Regions from separate parts of the Sus scrofa genome. Here region 1 is linked to region 2. The links are chromatin contacts, called in public Hi-C maps. All regions are on one chromosome and are shown on one strand. The core of a region is the stretch at or near the end of the contact, and the rest is flanking DNA. Distances in the headings are between cores, read along the strand shown.

The links. Hi-C and Micro-C count contacts between places; a contact is called where the count stands out from the background.
Region 1: a contact with region 2 is called in a Hi-C map of retroperitoneal adipose tissue, with 1.9 times the contacts expected there. The contact joins two enhancer-like sites. A contact is called at or near these places in 6 of 47 Hi-C or Micro-C datasets (alveolar macrophages, embryonic fibroblasts, fetal liver and 3 more) and 2 of 2 datasets of contacts at active chromatin or transcription factors (alveolar macrophages and skeletal muscle).

What each region holds. Positions count from the first base shown.
Region 1 is chr12:44,074,806-44,080,624 of Sscrofa11.1, forward strand. All of the region lies in intron 2 of KSR1 (kinase suppressor of Ras 1), which reads left to right. Among named protein-coding and RNA genes, the nearest start is that of LGALS9, 77 kb to the right of the region's middle. Within about 2 kb of position 3,761, at least 11 of the 83 cell types and tissues checked have an H3K27ac peak or open chromatin away from gene starts, as enhancers often do. A contact at or near this core is called in retroperitoneal adipose tissue, where this site is marked.
Region 2 is chr12:43,985,637-43,990,854 of Sscrofa11.1, forward strand. The region is part of intron 1 of KSR1 (kinase suppressor of Ras 1); the gene reads left to right. Among named protein-coding and RNA genes, the nearest start is that of KSR1, 61 kb to the left of the region's middle. Within about 2 kb of position 3,860, at least 10 of the 83 cell types and tissues checked have an H3K27ac peak or open chromatin away from gene starts, as enhancers often do. A contact at or near this core is called in retroperitoneal adipose tissue, where this site is marked.

The sequences.
Region 1 (5,819 bases), core at 2,511-5,010, 89 kb after region 2:
TCACCTCTCATCCTCAGCTGCCATTATTCCTGATGGAGAGTCAGACCCAGCGGAGGCCGTTAGAGGCTCGCACACTGGGCAGCTCTACGTAGCCATCGGGGGTGTGGATGGAGGGCTGGGAACAGGGCCTGACTAGGGGCACTTTTCTAATCATGAGGCAGCTGAGGGCCTAAGAGAGAGAGCAGCACCTAGGACCAACTGGAGCTGGGCCCAGTGTCTGCCTCCCACCCCCTGCTGGCCCCAAGGGTTACACGCCAGCATCCTTGCCAAGTGTCACTAATAGGGTGGAGGAAATGAGGCCGGAGCGGGTGGGGAGCAGGAGGAGGGCGGGCCGGGTGGCCTGGATTTTCAGAACCACAAGGAACTGCTGGCGGGGGTCGCTCGGTCTCCCCCCAGGCTCCCAGACCCTTCTTCTCAACAGTGGTTTTTTCTTCCCCCAAACCTCAGTCAGTTCTTGGGCCCTAGGCCTAAGTACTCTGAAGGTTGAAAAGAAAGCTGATTCCTTTAGAAACTCCAGCCCCTGCTGACAGGGAGGGCCTGCCTTCGCTCTGCTCCCTGCGATGGGGCTGGGGCGGTGGGTAACCGGCAGAGTGAGAGCAGCTCCCCGCCAGGCTTCAAGGCCAGCCCCGGGGTGTTGGTCTGTTTTGTTCTGTGTCCTAACCCCACCCATCGTGTGGACTCTGCTCACTTAGGTCCTGATGCGTCCCGTGTGCTTCCAACCAGAAGTGGTTCTGGAATAGGTGCTAGTTCTAAATACGGCGAAGGCCCCCGCCTTTGCAGAGTTGATCTCCAAGACAGAATCGGTTGACTTCTGAATGTCATCGAAACCATTGTTGATTTTCTCAAATAAATGTTCTATTTTGGAATAGTTTTCTGTTGACAGAAAAGTTGCAGAGAGAGTGTGCGGAGTTCCCGCACGTACCCCTCCCCAGCTTCCCCATCGTGAGCATCACACGTTACCAGGGTACGTCGGTGAAAACTACCAACACAGCAATGGTCCGTGACTCCTGACTGAGCTCTAGACTCTATGTGGATTTCCCCGGTTTCTCCATTAATGCCCTCTTCTAGGTTCCAGTCCAGGGTACCACACTGTGTTTAATTCACATACAAATTTGTTCCTCCCCCCTTTTTATTTTATTTTTTATTTTTATTTTTTGCCTTTTCTAGGGCCGCACCTGTGGCACATGGAGGTTCCCAGGCTAGGGGTCAAATCGAAGTTGTAGCCACCAGCCTACCCCAGAGCCACAGCAACACAGAATCCGAGCGGCATCTGCAACCTACACCACAGCTCACGGCAACGCTGGATCCTTAACCCACTGAGCAAGGCCAGGGATAGAACCCACAACCTCATGGTTCCTAGTCGGATTCCTTAACCACTGGGGAACCCCCACACACTTTTAGATGCTAAAATGGGATCATAGACTATATACCATTCTACAGGCTTTTAGTTCGAATCTCATCTCTGCGTTAGTCCCTGCAAACCCACCCCATTCTTCTGTAGCCGTAGAATAGGAAGGATTGGATAAGAGCTGGATTTCTCCATGATATCTTAAGAATGACTGTATTGGAGGGGTGCCCACCTGCACACACAGAGGCCCACATAGAGGGCATCAGCTCATGCCCAGCAGAAGCCACATGCTGGGCAGCAGGGCGCCTGGCGTGTGGGAAGCCCTGGCAGATATTTGCTCGTGTGAAGTGACTGAGGAATGAACAAAAGTCACCGTGGGATGGAGACGAGGGTGGGGGGGAGTCAGGCTTTGAAGAAGGGTCTCTCTACCTGTTCTTTTTTCATTTGGTTTCTTGGTAAAGGGGTCCAAATCCTTGAAGTCAAGCAACGTCTTTGTGCTGAGCTGTGAGTACACTGGTGCAGTAGGTCCCCCAAGACAAGTTGCCCCCAGGCCATTCCCCGGGGCCTCTGGGACTGGTCTTTGTGTGATGGGACTTGTCTCTTCTCGGCTGCTCTTGACCCTTCATGGCTTTGTGACCAGGGCCCTGACTTGTCCCCCAGGAAAATGCCTGCATCCTAGGCCTGTGTTGCCGTGTGTCCGTGTATAACTTCCTCCTTCCTTTCCCATATCACCTCTCCAGCCTCCATCCCTCAAGAGCGATGTGAATATTATCTCGGCTTTTGTCCTTGGATTGTGGTCACCAGTTTGGGGTCACACGGCTTCCAGGAAACAGTGCCTTTCTGCTGGATGACGAGAGGGGACGGAGATGGAAGTGGCGGTGGGGTGGTGTGGCACTTCCAGGCTTCTGATGTAGACAAGAGGACTCTGCCTTCCTTCTCCTCCCACCAGGGTCCCATCTCAGCCCTCTGCACCTCCAGAGCCCCTGCTGTGGGCACTTCTGACCTGTGCGGCCGCTGATTGCTCCTCCCCTCCTGCATGGATGTTGGAGATGGGCAGCTCCAGAGACGCCTTCATACACTCACCCAACACCAGACCTTTGCCGAGCACAGTGCTTGTCCAGTAGAACCTTCTGTGATGCTACAAACATTCTGTTCCGCCCTGTGCACCGTGGCAGCCACCAGCCGCAAGTGGCCATGTGGCATTTGACATATGTATAGCGCAACTGAGAAACCAACATTTAAATTTCATTCTATCATATTGCATTTTTATTTAAATAGCCATTTGGCTCTGGCGGTGGTTGGGCAGCACAGGTCTGGAGCCCTCGCTGGCGGGCCGTGTGCCGAGAGCCAGGCTGCTAAAGACCCTCTCCCCAGTGCCTGCCAGGAGCACTCAGGCTAGGGAGTGAGGCACAGTCTAGAGCTGGTGCCAGTGTCTGGACAGAAACCAGCCTGGGGTCTCTGGGAGCGAGCGGGCAAACTCACCCCGGGGTCAGGAAAGGACCAGCACCAGGGAGGGCTTCCCTGAGAGCCGGGAGCTAGCTTGGCGAGAAGGGGAAGGGCTCGCCAAATGGAGGCACAGTAACTGCAAAGACCCTGGGGTCTGAGAGAGCTGGCGCCATCCTTGTGGGAAGCGTTTGCAAAGCACCTGGTCTGGGAGGAGATTGGTGAGGAAACAGGGCTGGTTCGTGGAATCTCCACGAGAAGAGTGGAGGGCTTGGGGGTTTATTTGGGAGATCACTGAAGTGTGGGTGCCTGAGATAGAGAAAGAAAACAGGGAGTTCCCGCTGTGGCCCAGCAAGTTAAGAACCCAACTAAGATCCATGAGGACGTGGGTTCCATCCCTGGCCTCACTCAGTGAATTAAGGATCTGGCGTTGCTGTGAGCTGTGGTGTAGGTCACAGACATGGCTTGGATCCCTGGTTGCTGTGGTGTAGGCCGGCAGCTGCAGCTCTGATTCCACCTCAAGCCTGGGAACCTCCATGTGCCCCATATGTGGCTCTGAGAAAAAAAAAAAAGAAAGAAAGAAAGGGAACACTAGGATTGTTTGAAGGAAAGAAAAACTCCTCCCAGTGAGACAGCTGGACTCATGGGGGGATGGCTGGAGGATGAGACAGGGCTCTGACCTGGAGCACGGCCTGGAGGGTTGGGGGCCTTAGGGAGGAGGGAGTGAGCAGGGGAGTTTAGAGGCAGGGCCCCTTCCCGGGGCAGCTAGAGGCACACACGGTGACCGTCCCCCAACCCCCCCCCACACACACCACCCCCAGCCCCATCTGCAGGCTGAAAACTAAAAAATCACAGCTTCACGTTCTGGCTGCAGCTGGGGAAATGATTTCAGAGCCTGCTGGCAGGGAGCCGTTTTTCTTCTTCAGCGATTTCCCCATTGGAAGTTGCGAAAGGAAGTGGAAGCGCTGGCTGGGATCGGCGCTGGCAGGGAGAGTGGGTGATGCAGAGGCTGGATTCCAGGGCCGCAGCCACGGGCCACAGGCTCCCCGAATAAGCTCTTGCTGGTGGTGTGTTTTGAACTGAAGATGCAGGCGGCGCCGGTAAGAGGTTTTCGTGGTGCCCCCAACGGGGCAGGCTTCTCTCCCCTTTCCTCTGTCCATGCATTCCCATGTTTAAAGTCAGGCCTCCCTCGGGCATGGGGAGGAGAGCTGCCTGGCCTCTGCCACCATCTTGGTTTCTCGTTGGCTGGGGTGGCTGTCATGGGCCCCGCATGTGGACCATATGGAGCGGGAGGCTGTGTGAGATTAAACCAGAAAAGCCAACGTGTATTTGGCTCCTGGGTTCCGCTTTAATCGACATGGATCTTGCCGCCCTGGCTCCTAGCCTCTCCTCCCCACCTCTCTTCCCGTCCCCACCCTTTCCCTCTGGGAGCCAGAGGCCCCGCCATCCTGACAGCCTGGCTCTTTCGAGGCCGGGAGCCACCTCAGAATGCAGCACCCACCTGCACCCAGCTGCGTGCAGGGATCCGGGCCGACTGTTAGCCCCAGCGGCCCAGGGCTGCCTCCATACTGATTTCTGATTCCTTCTGCTTCCTCCACCTCAAGCTTCAGCTGACGAGTGAATCCCACTAGCTCTATTTCCAAATATTTATCCCCAATCCAGCTATGGCTCTTTTTCATCACTGCCACCTGCCTAGTCCTGGCTCCTGCATGGACTTGTGCAGTAGCACCTACGTTGCTCTTTGTATCACTCTTGCCCTCCTCTTCATTTCCTTGTTCCTGAGCCAAGAGTGGTGCATCTTAAAACCCCAGTCCGACTACCTCACTTTTCTGAATACAGCCCTTCATTGGTGCCTTGTTTGCACTCAGCATAAAATCCAAGCCCCTCGCCACTGCCTTCAAGGCCCCGAGGTATTTGGCATCTGCCTCTTTCCATGTCGCCTCCTGCCCCTCCTCACTCTTCCCCTCATGTTAGAACAGGTCCGGTTGCTTCCTGTCATAGCCCAGGGCCTTTGTGTGTTCTGTTTCCTCTGCCTGGAAATTTCTGTACTCTCACGGCTAGCACCTTCTCATCCTCTGACAGGAGCTTAGAAATCAGCTCTTCAGAGAAGCTGCCCCATCTAAAATTAGATGCCCCCCATACCCACCACTTTATCTCAGTATGCTGTTTCCTTTTAGCACTTATTCACAAATCTGTTATGTATTTTAGTTACTTTTGAATTTGTTTTTTATTGTTTCCTGATAGAATGTAAGCTCCCTAAGGAAAGAGACTATATATTTGGTTTGCTGCTATATCCTATGTGCTCTAAGGTGTAAGGTGAGTAAGGTGCCTGGCCCACGCTTGCGCTTCAGTAGCTGTCTGTTGATTGGATGGATGTGGGATGGATGGATGGATGAATACGTAGGCAGAGGATGACGTGGTACCAGGGCATGTTGTAACTGCTTACTAAGTAAAAGATTCTTAGAACCTTTCCATAGCAAGTTCCAATAGAAGCTGGCTTAAACAAAACAGAGGGTCTTATCAGCTGTGGTGATACAAGTCCAGGAAGGTCTGGATGCAGGGGCTCGGATGGTACTGTTAGGGCACACTTCTCGGACAGTCCACTCCACATGGGAGGCATGCAGGGCACAAGCAGCTATGCCTCACTTTATTTCAGCATGGTGGTGTTTCCTATTGAGAGTTTCTTACCCTAGACTGTAGCAGAACAATCCCAGGGAAGTCTCTGATTGGCTTGGCTTTAGTCATGTGCTCACATCAGAACCAATCACAGAGCTAACCAAACAGAGAACTCCAGGCGGCCCAGACTCAGTCATGGGCTCAGCCCTTTGGCAGACTGGGGCTGGGCCTGAAGAGTCAGGCCACCTGCACTTGGGAAATGGGTGCCTGGAGGAAAGACAGCCTGCTGAGGAAGTGGCAGCATGCACGACACCTTCACACCCTTAGGTACAATCACAGTTGCTACCGCAGCTCTCCACTCCCTACCCTCACCAGGGGCTCTCCATGGGGACGGGTCATCTGACTTTCTCCC
Region 2 (5,218 bases), core at 2,610-5,109:
TGCGCGGGGCGGACTACAAGTCCCAGCATGCCCAGCTGCTCTGACCCGGCCCCCGCTGCCACTTAAAGGCTCCGGGAGCGGCTGCCGTCGGGTCGCCGCGGCTTTCGCTTTGCCGCCGCGGCTGGGCGGGCGAGAGCGGTAGGCTCGGCGGCCGGCGGTCCTCTCACACCAGCTCTCGCAGCGGCGAGGGGCGCTCTTCGTCCAGCCCTCACGGTTCGCGGATTACCTACCGAGGCGCCCGCGCCCCCCGGGCTCCCCGCCTCGGCCACTCCGCGTCCCCGATGCCGAGGCATGGATAGAGCGGCGCTGCGCGCGGCGGCTATGGGGGAGAAGAAGGAGGGCGGCGGCGGGGGAGCCGCGGCGGCCGCGGATGGGGGCGCCGGGGCCGCGGCCAGCCGGGCGCTGCAGCAGTGCGGGCAGCTCCAGAAGCTCATCGACATCTCCATCGGCAGCCTGCGCGGGCTCCGCACCAAGTGCGCCGTGTCCAACGACCTCACCCAGCAGGAGATCCGGACCCTGGAGGTGAGGAACCGCGGCGCCACAGAATCGGGGGCCCGCGCTGGGTCTGAGGAGGCAGGGGTCGGCGGCCCTGAACGCACCCCAGCACCTCCCTCGCCGCTCCAGTTCACTGCTTTCCCAGTTGCATCCTTGAGCCGGGTCACCTCCTTTGCGGCTTCCTCTCCCTCCTCCACTTGCTCCTGCGGCGGGTGCAGGACCCAGGACCAGTCCCTCACCTTGGGCGGAATTTGGGGGGAGGGGCGTAGTGGGACCTGAGATGGAGGCTCGAGGAGCCCACGGGCGGGATGGGCTGCGCGCGGACATCCCCTGCCACCCCCCACCCCATTTCCACCTCGCCTGGCCGCAGGACTCCTTCTCCCACTGAGTCACATGCTAGACTTTTTCCTGGGTGACTGAGCCCAGCCGCTGTGGGCCGGGGTGATGGGGCGGGTCGAGGTCCCTCTGAAGTGTGAGCGTAGGCCGGTCGTTCTCTGCCTTGCCCTCACGCCCCAGACGCTGTCTTGTCCCTTCCTTTCCTTTCCTTCAGGTTCTCGTCCGTCTCTTATCAAAGTGTTTGCTGAAACTGCATTTTTGCCTCTGGGGCATTGAGTGCTTCTCTTTCGCACTGCCCCAGCGTTTCACTGCTCCCAATGTAATTACCCACCAACCTCCCCCTGCCCCGCACCCCCACCCCCCCACCCCCCCACCCCCCGGGGTTGGGGGGCTTTGGCTTAGGAGCTATTATGTTGGGGACCAAAGCTTTCCGTGCGCCGATGACAATATTTAAGGGGTTCTGGTGGAGGCAGCCTCCATTGTAAAGAAGAAATAGGACATGCGGCCCTTACCCTCTCAAATTATAGCTGGGAAGTGCAGTATTTAAAGGATTTGGAAGAATCAACCAAAAGGGTTGTTGGGGGTCCCAGAAGGGGGAGTCCCCCTCCCCCATACCCAGTAGAGGGAAACTGGTACCTTCCCAGCTTGCTTTTGTCCAGAGGCTGGGGAGGCTGTGAAATTCCAGGCACCCCTTAATTGCTGCTATTCTACTTTGAAAAAGAGGCCTCTTTCCACCTTGTGTTGTCACATCTGACCTTCTGCAGATCTGGAGATATTTTGTGTTATTAGAACCTTAACTTTTCATCCTAACTCCCCGCACCACCACCACCATTGTCTCTGCCAGCGGTGACCAGGCCAGCTGGTGATTTGTGGCAATTATGAGACCCGGTCCTCTGTGCACACCACAGGCCAGAATCCCTGTTTGATCCCAAACGGTCGGGGGTGACTGTTTTCCTTTAGTTTTATTTTCTTGAAAGCTACGAAACCAGAGACATTGGAAGCATCTCATCAGTGCTAGCTATTATTATTTTTGTTGTAGTTGCTATAGCAGTACTGACCAGGGCTTTTACTTAAAAAACAAACCAACCAACAACCCCACCCCACCCCACCCCACCCCACCCCACCCCTTCCCCCCCACGACTGTCCCTTCTGCATGCACGCTGCTGTTTTCCAACTGGTGAGAGAAACTGGTTTCTTGAACACAGCTGAGAGTGTTTGCCCAGCAAAGTTCAGTTTTTAAACCAACACAATAGGGGGCCTGTGTGGCTTCGTTCTGGGAGGAGGGGTCGTTGTCCAGCAACACAGGGCTGGTTGGGCCGCTACGTTGTTGGGATGAGAAAACGTTCTCTGTTAGCCTCTCTGAATGTCCCCACGTCGCTCCCAAGTGCTCCTGCTTGGGAGAGTGGGCCTGGGAGAATCATGTGCTGCTTTTTCTCTGGAAGCGGTGCCTTGCCTTCTTGGTGCCCTCACTTCCAGGGTCACTCATTTGGACCAAGGGTTGGCATTAGGACACCCCAGGGTGTCCCTGTACTTGAGTTTCTGGGTTGGTTTATTCAGTGGCCTCCTTCCTGGGTGTGTATTGGATGATCAGCTCTGGCCACCAGAAGCCCATCCAAAGGCCCAAAGGGGTTCGCAGTGGGAACCAGACCCAGTACCCAGCTCCGTGTCCTCTCCACTATCATGTGGATTTGGGTCCACCTTACTCCCTGAAAAGGTGGGACCTGGGCTGTTTGGGGGATGGGACTTTAGATGCCAGGATCCAGTTCCCTAGGCCTCAGCCTCCCTTCTTGAATAGGGAGCTTAGAGTGGTCTCTGCAGGCTCTTATGGCCCTCAATTCTGCGGTCTAGGGAAGGGGCCTCAATGGGGTTGAAATAAATGTTTGTTCTAACACCCCTGTGTAAGAATATCCCTAAGAGTGGTTCTAAAATCCAGATTTACCAAACTGATAGAATGGGGGGATGGTATTACTCCAAGCATGCTGACGACAGGGGCACGGTGGCCAGTGACTTTGAATTCGGGTCCAGATACTGTCTGTATGACCTTGGGCCAGTCCCATGACGTCTGAATCTCAGGCTTCCTCATCTGTAAAATGGGCACAAGGCTACTTAAACCGGTGACTTTGTTGTGAGTCTCTAAGTCCGCAGGCTTTCTACCAAGAGAGTCAGCCCATGAACTTTCCCAGTGAGAGTCCAGTGAAGGCATTCACACCCCAGGCCACATGTAGGGGAAGGTTCTTTGACAGCCGGCTCTTGTTTCCGAGAGCTGGTGACACAAGCCAGGAAACAGTCCCGGCAGCCTGTGGTGAGGTCAGGTGGGGCAGTGGGATGTCCACTCTGGCTTTCTTTCCTGTTCTGCAGGCTCTCCTCACATACCAGGCCAGGGCCCCCAGAGACAGGGCTTGCAACATTGGATTCTTGGCTTTTGAAGAAGGGGCTGACCAGAGGGTTTGGCTTACGCAACCACGCCAGACTTCTCCCAGCATCGGAGGAACCCCAGCCCACTCTGGCTCCCACTACATATGCACTCAATGAGGTGCCCCGGGAAGTCCCTGACCCTGGGCCCGACAGCTGGTGCCTCAGATCGTAGCCTGGATCATCGGGGGTGGGGGGTCAGCACGTCTGGGGCCCTGCCTTCCTCCAGGGAGTGGTGGTCCAGTCTGGATCCAAAAGACTGGAAGAAGCCAAGGTTTAATATCTGCCTCCTACCTGCCAGTCGGTGTGCTGGACCCCCCTCCGTCTCTGCAGATTTCCTGGAAATCCACCAGCCTTCATCACACGCATATTTTTTCCTCTCGAGATGAGAAGGGGAAGGAGATAAAATCTGAACCCAGAGTCTGAATCTGTAAACAGAAGTTGGGAGGCAACTTCATTCCAGCAGAACCTGGTGCCTTCTCTCCATCAGACCCTCCTTGGGGTCTGACAACTCCACGGAGGCGAGATGGAATGTTCTCCTTCCCCGGATGTGCTCACACGGGGACACCTGGCTGCCTTGCAGCTGGGCCTGGAGCTCCACGTGGGTTCTTTCCTTCGTTCACGTGTCCTCTTTGGGCCAGATCTGTGCCAGGCAGGGAGACAGTGGTGCCTCACGGAGTCATGTTTTCTGGACATTGTAACTTTGCCTTTTCCTGCCAGCCGTCTAGCACTTTCTAGAGACAGGCCTTGCCACACCAAGTGTCCCCATCTGGTGCTCTTATAGAGACAAGTTTCTGCTAAGCAAGCTGATCTAGAGAAAGGGGTCCTCAAAGGGCCTTGACCTTCACTCCGCTCCGCTGTGGCAGAGGTCAGACCCTTGCGGTGTGGAGGACCTGAGCTCTCCCTGCGGTGCCCCCCCGCTTCCCAGAGTGGTGGACGGTAGAGCTGCTGGGAGAGGAGGGGGTGCCATTTGTTCCCACAGAGCAGGTCCTTGGGGGTGTGCATGGACATGTATTCACTCAACAAACCTGCAGTTATTACTGATTTGCCTGCTGAGCTGCTCGCTGCCACCACCCTGGCAAGGATGCTGAGGTAGGTGGGATGCTTTCCCAGTGTGTGGGGACACGTTGGGTCTAATGGAGGAGCCAGGCCAGCAAACAGTAGCAACTTCAGAACAATGACTTGCTAAGAGTGCCTCGGAATTGAGAATGTGCTGGTTGGCCGGTCCGACTCTTGCTTTTATGGGAAATAGTCCCAGCGTCTTGGTAGTGACTTGTCCCGAGTCGAATGCCCCTGGCAGAGCTGAGAGCGAAGTCCGGTTTCCTTTCCCCGCCCAGCCCCCGCCTCAGAGTGTGGCGTTTCTCTGCTTCTGCCCTGCCCCATGGTTCTAACCTCCTGTGGGAGGCTTTCACTCTAGCCACCCCCCGGAGGGAGGCAGAGCTGGGGCACTGTCCCCTTTGGTGTCTGCTTTCAGCTTGGCAATTTTTTTCCCCTGGTGAAACTTGCCACCAGCGTTCCTCGGAGGCAGTCTGGAGAGGACTCTGCAGGTCCCAAGAATGGGGAGGCCTGGGGGGTGTTGGAAGGGAGGCCTTATCAGATCTGCAGCCCAGGTGAGCCTCTGCCTGGGGACACCACTGGGAGGGCCTCCTTCCCCGCCAGGTCGGCTGGCAAGCTGGGAACACTGCATTCCCCACCCCAGGATCCTGGACCTGCCCGGTGGCTGTGGCCTGGAGAGGGGCTGCAAAGGCCCTGGTCGTTGGTGGCCGTGTGCGCAGCGGTGGGGGCAGTAAGAGTGCCTGTGGCCAAGTCTCTCTGTGCTTTTGAAAAGGACATCCTTTCAGAGTAGACTGATTGGGATCTTTTCCTGCATTCAGTTCAAAGGGAAAGCTGCGTAGAGGGGCCTGTGGGGTTATGGGAGGACCTTCCAGCGGAGCGAGGGCAGAGCTGGAACGAGAAACCTTCTCGGTCACCTGTT